2 separate regions of the Mus musculus genome follow, and region 2 is linked to region 1. The links are chromatin contacts, called in public promoter capture Hi-C maps. All regions are on one chromosome and are shown on one strand. Each heading gives the region's core, a stretch centred on a gene start, on an enhancer-like site or on the middle of the called end of the contact. The rest is flanking DNA. Distances are from core to core; before and after follow the strand shown. Region 1 holds the start of Gstk1 (glutathione S-transferase kappa 1). Region 2 holds the start of Tcaf2 (TRPM8 channel-associated factor 2).

What was found. Capture Hi-C pulls out chosen DNA fragments and counts their contacts.
Region 2: a promoter capture Hi-C map of adipose tissue shows a contact between it and region 1. The contact joins the promoter of Tcaf2 here to the promoter of Gstk1 in region 1. A contact is called at or near these places in 2 of 39 promoter capture datasets (the 3T3-L1 cell line and cranial neural crest), 1 of 484 Hi-C or Micro-C datasets (uterus), 1 of 115 datasets of contacts at active chromatin or transcription factors (fibro-adipogenic progenitors) and 1 of 9 other capture datasets (adipose tissue).

What each region holds. Positions count from the first base shown.
Region 1 is chr6:42,244,580-42,249,169 of GRCm38.p6, reverse strand. Gstk1 (glutathione S-transferase kappa 1) reads right to left here and starts at 3,235. Exons shown (of 8, transcript NM_029555.2): 1 at 3,077-3,235; 2 at 2,539-2,620; 3 at 2,231-2,359; 4 at 1,586-1,686; 5 at 1,401-1,436. The coding sequence starts at 3,148.
Region 2 is chr6:42,643,612-42,648,187 of GRCm38.p6, reverse strand. It overlaps Tcaf2 (TRPM8 channel-associated factor 2), which reads left to right and starts at 3,147. Exons shown (of 8, transcript NM_146174.1): 1 at 3,147-3,308.

The DNA of each region.
Region 1 (4,590 bases), core at 1,986-4,485:
GCACAAAGAAGTCAAAGTCACAGAAACTGCACCAGGGGGCATCACAGAGGCCAGCTAGCCTCATTTCTCCATTTCACAATGAGGACACAACACAGAACAGCCATTTATTCCTTGCTTAGAGGCACAGACTTTTGTCAATAGCATCATTAAACGCCATATCCCTAGAATTCAAGCCCGGAGTGCTTTTGTCCCTTTGCCTTAGAATTCCTAACAGTCTCAGGGTAGGTTCTAAGACCTGTAGATTCTCCTCAAGATTTTTGGAATAGAGTCATGGCTACAACTACCTGTTAGCTTCCAGACAATGAAAGGGCTTCTGATTAGGATGCACGTTAAAGTTTAGAATTAGTGGTGTTCCAACCTGAGATCTCTTAAGGAGCTATTCAAAGTCCCAGTATGAAGGCTATTCCCTAATTGATGACATCAGCCTTTCCAGGATGACACTTGGCACTCATGGCTATGTCAGTGTACAGCCCAGGTTGAGAAGCTACAACCTGACCTCCTATGAGCTATTGTTCCTAATAGTTAAATGAGTTGTTGAGAAACAGGGGAAATGGATGAGCCACTGAAGTGAAAAGATATGCTAATATTAAGTAAAACCAGACTAAACACACATCACACTCACTCACACACACACACACACACACACACACACACACACACACACACACCACACACACTACAGACCCCACGTATATGCCTTTAGAAACTAGATATAGACACTAGAGGGAAATGTAGCCATTCTTTGCATATCTAGCTTAGGAGTGATTTGGTGTCTCACATAGTAATAGAATATGTGTCAAGTATCATTTGTATACAGGAGAAAAAGATCATTTTCAGTTTCTTGACTTCATTCCAAAGAACATCTAACTTTCAAAGCCCCCTCCCTGTCTGGCATGCACTCCATGTTTTGAGCACTTTTCATTTATTTCTCACTGAGCATCTGTTTAATTCTCACTTGTCAGTTATCTTTTTGTCTGGGTAAAGTCTCCTGCTTTGTGATGGGCATACATCAGTGAAGCTTGCGCTGGGAATCCCTGGAGGCCTGAGAACAGAAGGCTCCATCCTTTCCCATCCAGGGTTCCCACATGGTCCTCCCTTTCCCACACTGACTTACTTCATTTTTTTTTTTCATCAAACCCATTTTATTCATATGCTATCCACAGTAGACATTTTGTTGCTGTGGCTGGGGATTAAACTAAGGGACTCAAGCAGACTAAGTATGAACTGCGCTTAAGTACGAGCTACAACCATAGCCCACAGAACATTCTTCAAAGAATCCTCTTCATCCCAACTTTATAGTAACCTGTCCCCTCAGACACTAACTTTCTCAATCGTTAAGAACCCTTCTTTGTTCTCAGATTCCCTGTGACAATAGTAGGGAGTCCAGTCTAGACACTCACAGCCAGAATGCTCTGATACTCCGTGATATCTTCATCCTAAGAAGAAGAGAACATTTAGCCAGAAGGAAATAGCAAAGAGACCGGTATGACAGCAGGATCCTATTTCTGGAAATTGCCCCGGGCAAGGTCAGAATCTCATCTAGCTCCCCGTCCCCTCCCTCCAGGATTCAGAGTTTAGCCCTTACTCGAGACCATACACGCATCCATATCTCTCTGGACACCTTCTCCAGCATCTCTGGTTGCTCCATGCTTACAGTGGTGAGGAAGCGCATGGCATTTATACTTCCTGTGGGGGCAGAGGCATGTAGAGCTAAGATTCCTATTCCTTTTGTCCTGATGGAGGACCGTGTCATCCTTCCTTCAGACACGCCCCCAAGCTCATCCTTCCTTCAGACACGCCCCCAAGCTCATCCTTCCTTCAGACACGCCTCCAAGCTCATCCTTCCTTCAGACACGCCCCCAAGCTCATCCTTCTTTCAGACACTCCCCCAAGCTCCGTCACCTGCAGTCTTTAATTCCAGTTTCTCATAATGGATTTACTCTATGCAGTTCTTGCTTCTCCCATCCCTCTCTTTTGGCTAGCTGATGCTGGGTTCCCCACACAAGCATGTTTTATTTCTTGATATCCTATGAAAGCCTCAGCTGGACTGCTCTCCACTACATTCCCCAGTGTTTCTGACCCTCTTCACTTATTTATTTCTGTTTCCTCTGAAACTGGAGTTATAGGTGGTTGTGACCCACCATTGTGGGTGCTGGGAATTAAATTAGGTCCTCTGGAAGAGCAGCCGGTGCTCTTAACTGCCGAGTCTTCTCTTCATCCTCCTCCTCACCTTTCTTCACAGTCTCACCAAAGAAATCCTTGGGTATGTTGAGGGGAACCTGGAAGAACTGCTTCAGGAGAGGAATCTCTTTGAAGATGTACTGGCCTTTTCGGGGAACCATAGCAGGTGGTTGGTTTCCTGGCAGTGGAGAGTTAAGACAACTGGTGAGAGAGGACATGAGGGTCTACTGGAACCTCTCCAGTAGAAAGCAAACTACTAGTTTAGGCTGAGGTCTGCATACTCAGTGCAGGACAGGCCCCTCAGGCCACAGAAAGCAACCCTCCTTGCCCAGAGAGGTGGAGCTTCTTCATGCTTACCGCTGTCTTTCATGATCCCAGCGATTAAAGTGGGCCGCAACTGCAGCTTTATATTCCAGAGGTGTTGGTATCTGCATAGGACCTACAAGTGCAGAGATAAGAAGGGGAGCTTGTGTGGCATTTGAGGGCTGTCTTCTGCCTCTAAGTGCTGGACAGAGATGGGGACTTCACACTGAACTGGTTGGTTTAATAGGACAAAACTCTCAGTTCTTTGAAATAGATACCAGAATGCTTACTCCAGTGTACGGTTTTCATCCCGTAGAGCATCCTAGCGCCCCTGATCCCCCTCCCCGAACTTGACCTAGCTTCATTGGAGTTGCCTCTGTTCTTTCTAGGGTCTGTGGAAAGAGAATATTTGACCTTAGGATCAGGACCCTACTTGGCGGAGTCTCGGTCCGTTTAAAGGCACAAAGTGAACTTGAACCTGAACCCTGTGCTAACCCTGAGGGCATCCACTGGAATTTCTGCAGCCCGGTGATCAGTGCCCCACTGTGCACTCGCCTCGCAGACCACAACCCGGGCGGCTCCCCCGTGTCACCTCAAAGCCCAGCCAGGAGTACGGGGACAGCACGTCGTAGAAGAGTTCCAGGATGCGCGGCGCCGGCCCCATTCTACAGTGGTGAGAGAAAGTGAACTTGAAGCCTTGGGCTGCCGAAGAGCTTTAGGTAGCTGAAGAGCAAGCAGCCAATCGTAGTCCGCGAATTGCAGGCGGGTCTGCTAAGGGCCCTAGTGCGCAGTCTCCGGGAGAGGCCCCGCCCTATAGGGCTGGCCCAGGGGTGTACACGGGTAGACCAAGAGCGGATGAGGAAGGCGGAGTCTGAGATAAAGGGGAAGGTCAGATCCAGAGAAGGATCTCAAGTGTGTGCAGCCAGCTCTAGAACTTTGTCCCTCAAGCAAGAAGGCAATACACAAGGATCCAAATTTGCGTTGGATGACGTTTAAAGACCGGCAATATGGAAGTTCCGAATTGCATCTTTTATTGTATTCACTTTCTCAGAGATAAGAACAATGTTTAGAATGAATTTGACAGTTGACATAGTGGTCTTTTAAAAAATCTTCATTCTATACATTACAGCACACCCAGGGGATGCCTGAAACTGTAGATGAAACTCTACATATTATGTTTTTTTTCTACACACAGTAAATTATAACTTATAAATTAGGCACATTAGTGATGAATGCTAGAAGAACCATAACATGCCACACTAAAATTTGTGCCTTATTATAATAAAAATGTTACTTGAACATAAGTATTTCATCAGTACAGCACTTGATCTGATAACGGAGGTGGTCACAGAAATGGAGGTAGGTAATATATACAGTGTGGACACACTAAACAAAAGGATGACTTACATCCCAAGAGGGAAGGCACAGGACTTCATCTGCTACTAGTATTATTCATTTATTTAGGGTTTTTGGGGGAGTGGGGTGGGGTCTTGATATGTTGCTTTGTATATCCTGGAACCATATACTATTGTTATCATTTATTATTAAAAGTTTTGGTATTATAGATGATATGGGGGGAAAAACAAAAATATATTCCCTTTTCGTCTGTGGAGGGGGTTTAGTGGGTCAATGGTGCAACTGTGTTGACCTGATTTTTGATCTTCAGAGTACACATGATGCTGTGTTTAGTAGCATTAATCTGTAATCCCAGTGTTCCTACTATGAGATAGGAGGTAGAGACAAGAGAGTCCTTGGAAGCTCCCTGGCCACTTATCTTAGCATACATAATACTGCTGTATATTCAGAACCTTGATTAAACAAGGTGGACAACAAGGAAAGACCTCCTCATGTGGGGTGCCCACATTGTAATATTCAAACATACGCACATCACATACTGACAGGTTAAAAATGTACTTACTTTTATTTTCTTACACCATTATATTGCTGAGAGTAATAGCTAGTGTTAAAAGAAAGCTTTAGACAACTTAGAGTACCTTTAGCAAAGAACACTTCAGACATTAGGTAGCATCAGGAGAGGTTCAAAGAGTGCCACTCTGCAATGTGGGCGTTTAATATTTACAGACAGAAAAAGTGATTAAGGCTCAG
Region 2 (4,576 bases), core at 1,898-4,397, 400 kb before region 1:
TTGTGAGAATATGCTGGGGCCTGGCAAACACAGAAGTGGATGCTCACAGTCAGCTATTGGATGTATCACAGGGCCCCCAATGGAGGAGCTAGAGAGAGTGCCCAAGCAGCTGAGGGGAACTGCAACCCTATGGGTGGAATAGCAATATGAACTAACCAGTGCCCCCAGGAGCTCCTGGTGCTAGCTGCATATGTATCAGAGGATGGCCTGGTCGGCCATCATTGGAAAGAGAGGCCCATTGGTCATGCAGACTTTATATGCCTCAGTGCAGGGGAACGTCAGGGCCGGGAAGTGGGAGTGAGTGGGTGGGGGGAGGGTGTGGGGGACTTTTGGGATAGCACTGTAGATGTGAATGAAGAAAGTACCTTAATTTTAAAAAGGGGAAAAAAAAACAAAAAGAACAAATATAGTCCAATGGCAAAGCACTTACCAAATGTCCAGCAAGCTCTAGATTTGATAGTCACAGTGTGGTGACAAATAACTAAACAAACTCCATCAAACCAAACATTCTAATAAAACAATCATAAAAAAAAGTTCAGTTTCTGGAAAATGGCAGATGACCACAGGGGAAAAAAATTTTTAAAAATAGCTGAGTAGTACTCCATTGTGTAAATGTACCACATTTTCTGTATCCATTCTTCTGTTGAGGGACATCTGGGTTCTTTCCAGCTTCTAGCTATTATAAATAGGGCTGCTATGAACATAGTGGAGCATGTGTTCTTCTTACCGGTTGGAACATCTTCTGGGTATATGCCAAGGAGAGGTATTGCTGGATCTACCGGTAGTACTATGTCCAGTTTTCTGAGGAACGGCCAGACTGATTTCCAGAGTGGTTGTACAAGCCTGCAATCCCACCAGCAATGGAGGAGTGTTCGTCTTTCTCCACATCCACGCCAGCATCTGCTGTCACCTGAATTTTTGATCCTAGCCATTCTGACTGGTGTGAGGTGGAATCTCAGGGTTGTTTTGATTTGCATTTCCCTGATGATTAAGGATGTTGAACATTTTTTCAGGTGCTTCTCTGCCATTCGGTATTCATCAGTTGAGAATTCTTTGTTTCGCTCTGTACCCATTTTTAATGGGGTTATTTAGATTTCTGGAGTTCAGCTTCTTGAGCTCTTTGTATATATTGGATATTAGTCCCCTATCAGATTTAGGATTAGTAAAAATTCTTTCCCAATCTGTTTGTGGCCTTTTTGTATTATTTACAGTATCTTTTGCCCTACAGAATCTTTGCAATTTTATGAGGTCCCATTTGTCGATTCTTGATCTTACAGTACAGGCCATTGCTGTTCTGTTTAGGAATTTTTCCCCTGTATCCATATGTTCGAAGCTTTTCCCCACTTTCTTCTCTATAAATTTCAGTGTCTCTGGTTTTATGTGGAGTTCTTTGATCCACTTAGACTTGAGCTTTGTACAAGGAGATAAGAATGTATCAATTCGCATTCTTCTACATGATAACCGCCAATTGTTCCAGCACCATTTGTTGAAAATGCTGTCTTTTTTTTCCTACGGATGGTTTTAGCTCCCTTGTCAAATATCAGGAGGCCATAGGTTTGTGGGTTCATTTCTGGGTCTTCAATACTATTCCACTACTCTACCTGTCCTTCCATCATGACCAATTACGCTTCATCCCAGGGATGCAGGGATGGTTTAATATACAGAACTCCATCAATGTAATCCACTATATAAAGAAACTCAAAGACAAAAATCACATGATCATCTTGTTGGATGCTGAGAAAGCATTTGACAAAATCCAACACCCCTTCATGATAAAAGCCATGGAAAGTTCAGGAATTCAAGTCCCATGCCTAAACATAATAAAAGCAATCCACAGCAAACCAGTAGCCAACATCAAAGTAAATGGAGAGAAGCTGGAAGCAATTCCACTAAAATCAGGGTCTAGACAAGGCTGCTCACTTTCTCCCTACCTATCAATCTAGTACTTGAAGTCCTAGCCAGAGCAATTCGACAACAAAAGGAGATCAAGGGGATACAAATTGGAAAAAAAGAAGTCAAAATTTCACTATTTGCAGATGATATGATAGTATATATAAGTGACCCTAAAAATTCCACCAGAGAACTCCTAAACCTGATAAACACCTTCAGCGCAGTAGCTGAATATAAAATTAACTCAAACAAATCAGTGTCCTTTCTCTACACAAAAGATAAACAGGATGAGAAAGAAATTAGGGAAACAACACCCTTCACAATAGTCACAAATAATATAAAATACCTTGGTGTGACTCTAACTAAGTGAAAGATCTGTATGACAAGAACTTCAAGTCTCTGAAGAAAGAAATTGAAGAAGATTTCAGAAGATGGAAAGATCTCCCATGCTCATGGATTGGCGGGATTAATATAGTAAAAATGGCTATCCTGCCGAAAGCAATCTACAGATTCAATGCAATCCCCATCAAAATTCCAACTCAATTCTTCACTGAGTTAGAAAGGGCAATTTGCAAATTCATCTGGAATAGCAGAAAACCTAAAATAGCAAAAACTATTCTCAACAATAAAAGAAGTTCTGGGGGAATCACCTGGCCTGACCTCAAGCTGTACTACAGAGCAATTGTGATTAAAAAAAACAAAAACAAACAAACAAACAAAAACTGCATGGTACAGTCATGTTTTCTGCCCAGTGAAAATATCCTGGACCAGATTTCCTGGCCCCAGATTCCCACAGCTGTACTGCCAGTGATGGCCACTAGGCGGCAGGCCCTGAAGCCCAAGCTTGGAGATATTAACAGAGCAATTAGGCACTGGTGTAGCACCAAGCCAGTTGGAGTCAGATTCCCGGTCTGGCAGAGCAACTGTTAGGGGATGCTCGTACATCCGGACTTCTCAGATACTGGAATAGTCCAGCTTCATAGAGGGCTTCCCATCCGGAACAGCCCCACAACTAACCAGTTCCCTGGGTAGCTCATCCAATAGGACAGCCTCGCCTATAACTAACCCTGCCCCGGGATAGCCACGCCCTGGAAAAGATCCGCCCCTGGGAAGCTCCGCCCTCGAGACTCAAATCGGCCCTCAAGAAAGTCTTTCATTTGGGCAGCGGGCTTTCCTATAGCCCCGCCTTCCGCAGCCCCGCCTCTAGAGGCCCCGCCCATGGAAGACCCTTATTCATACTGCAGTCCATTCCTCTGCAGCGACAGTCAGCCGGCAGCAACCTCTGTGGTCTGAATTTTCTGTCCTGGTTTGTTCCGGTGTGGGGCTGAGTGTCCGAGCACTAAGACGACGCTGGGAGGAAATCCTTAAAGTGCCAGAAGGCTACTGGACGCCGTTCCCAACAGTGTATCTGCTCACAGGTATGTTTTTCTTTTAGTTTTATTGGCCTGGAACAGTTTTCTAGTTAACTCAGAACTCCTTTATCTTTGCTCTCTGAACTTGAGTCACGAATTTGAAAAAGGTGTGTGCTCGCGCGTGTAAGCACATTTAGTTTCAGAGTGCTGGGACTGTTTTTGTTTGTTGCTCTTCCTGCCAAACTTGGGAAAAATCAGAGGACTTTCTTTTCAAACAAACTTCATGAGACGTTGAACTTGGAATTCCTGATCTACCTGCTGTCTTTTCCACCCCTAAGCAGATTTCCCACAGTTCACTTTCCTGGAACAGTGCTATGAAGTGGGGGGGGTGAGGCACATAGAGACATGCCAACACCAGTGAACATTTTACCTCACAGAGGAGTGGCTGAAAAGTGACAGGGTTCTTCTATACAGTTCTTAGTCAAGGATATGGAAGGTGGAGATGCATTCCTCAGATTCAGGCCAGGTCATGGCCATGAGCTAAATGGACTGGACTACGCGGATAGATGAAAGGAGATGGGCAACATGAGTTGTTTAACATTTTGTATGAACAGGATGAACAAAGGAGACAGGAGGAACAAGGGAGTCTACCTGAAATCCCAAGTGAAGAACATGGGGAGAAACAAAAAAATGGAAGGAGAGAACTCAACAAGGGGGAGTGTCAGCTGTCTAGATCTGTCTGCTACATAGCTCAACTCTTCCAGGGACCCTCCTAGGACGCACCTCAGAGAGGCCCTGGGCAAGTACCCATGGCTCCCCCCAGTACCTGAAAATTTTCTTAGGATGTCAGCTCACAGCCATTGAAAGGGTGCCCTGTCAATCATGTGAGCGAAGGTGGAGGAGGTCCCCTACGGTGAGCTACTCAGATGTGGGAATAGCGAAGTCTTGTGGATCACCAGCCACACTCCGCACTCAAGGAAAGGAGACAGGGAAGAAAGAGAGAGGCACTCACATTGCGCACTGTACCTATAGCACTTATAGTCTAATCTGTAAAACAATGGTCCTCGGACCTCTGTGATTGGTCTAGAGAGAGAGTCTGAAGTGGCTACTAGGGTAAGCTCAGCTCTCAGCATACCCAGCTTCCAAAAAATTTGAAAAGAACTTTCCCAGGCAGTCAAAATGGGTGGCATGGGGGGTTTCCACTAAGGCAGCTTTGATCATTTGGAAGCTGTTTCCAACAAGGTAAGCAAAGCTGTCAGAAATGATGCACTTTCTGAAAGGTCATGCGATCCCAACTAACGCAGTTTATAACAGGTCATTGTGGCCCTTTTGTC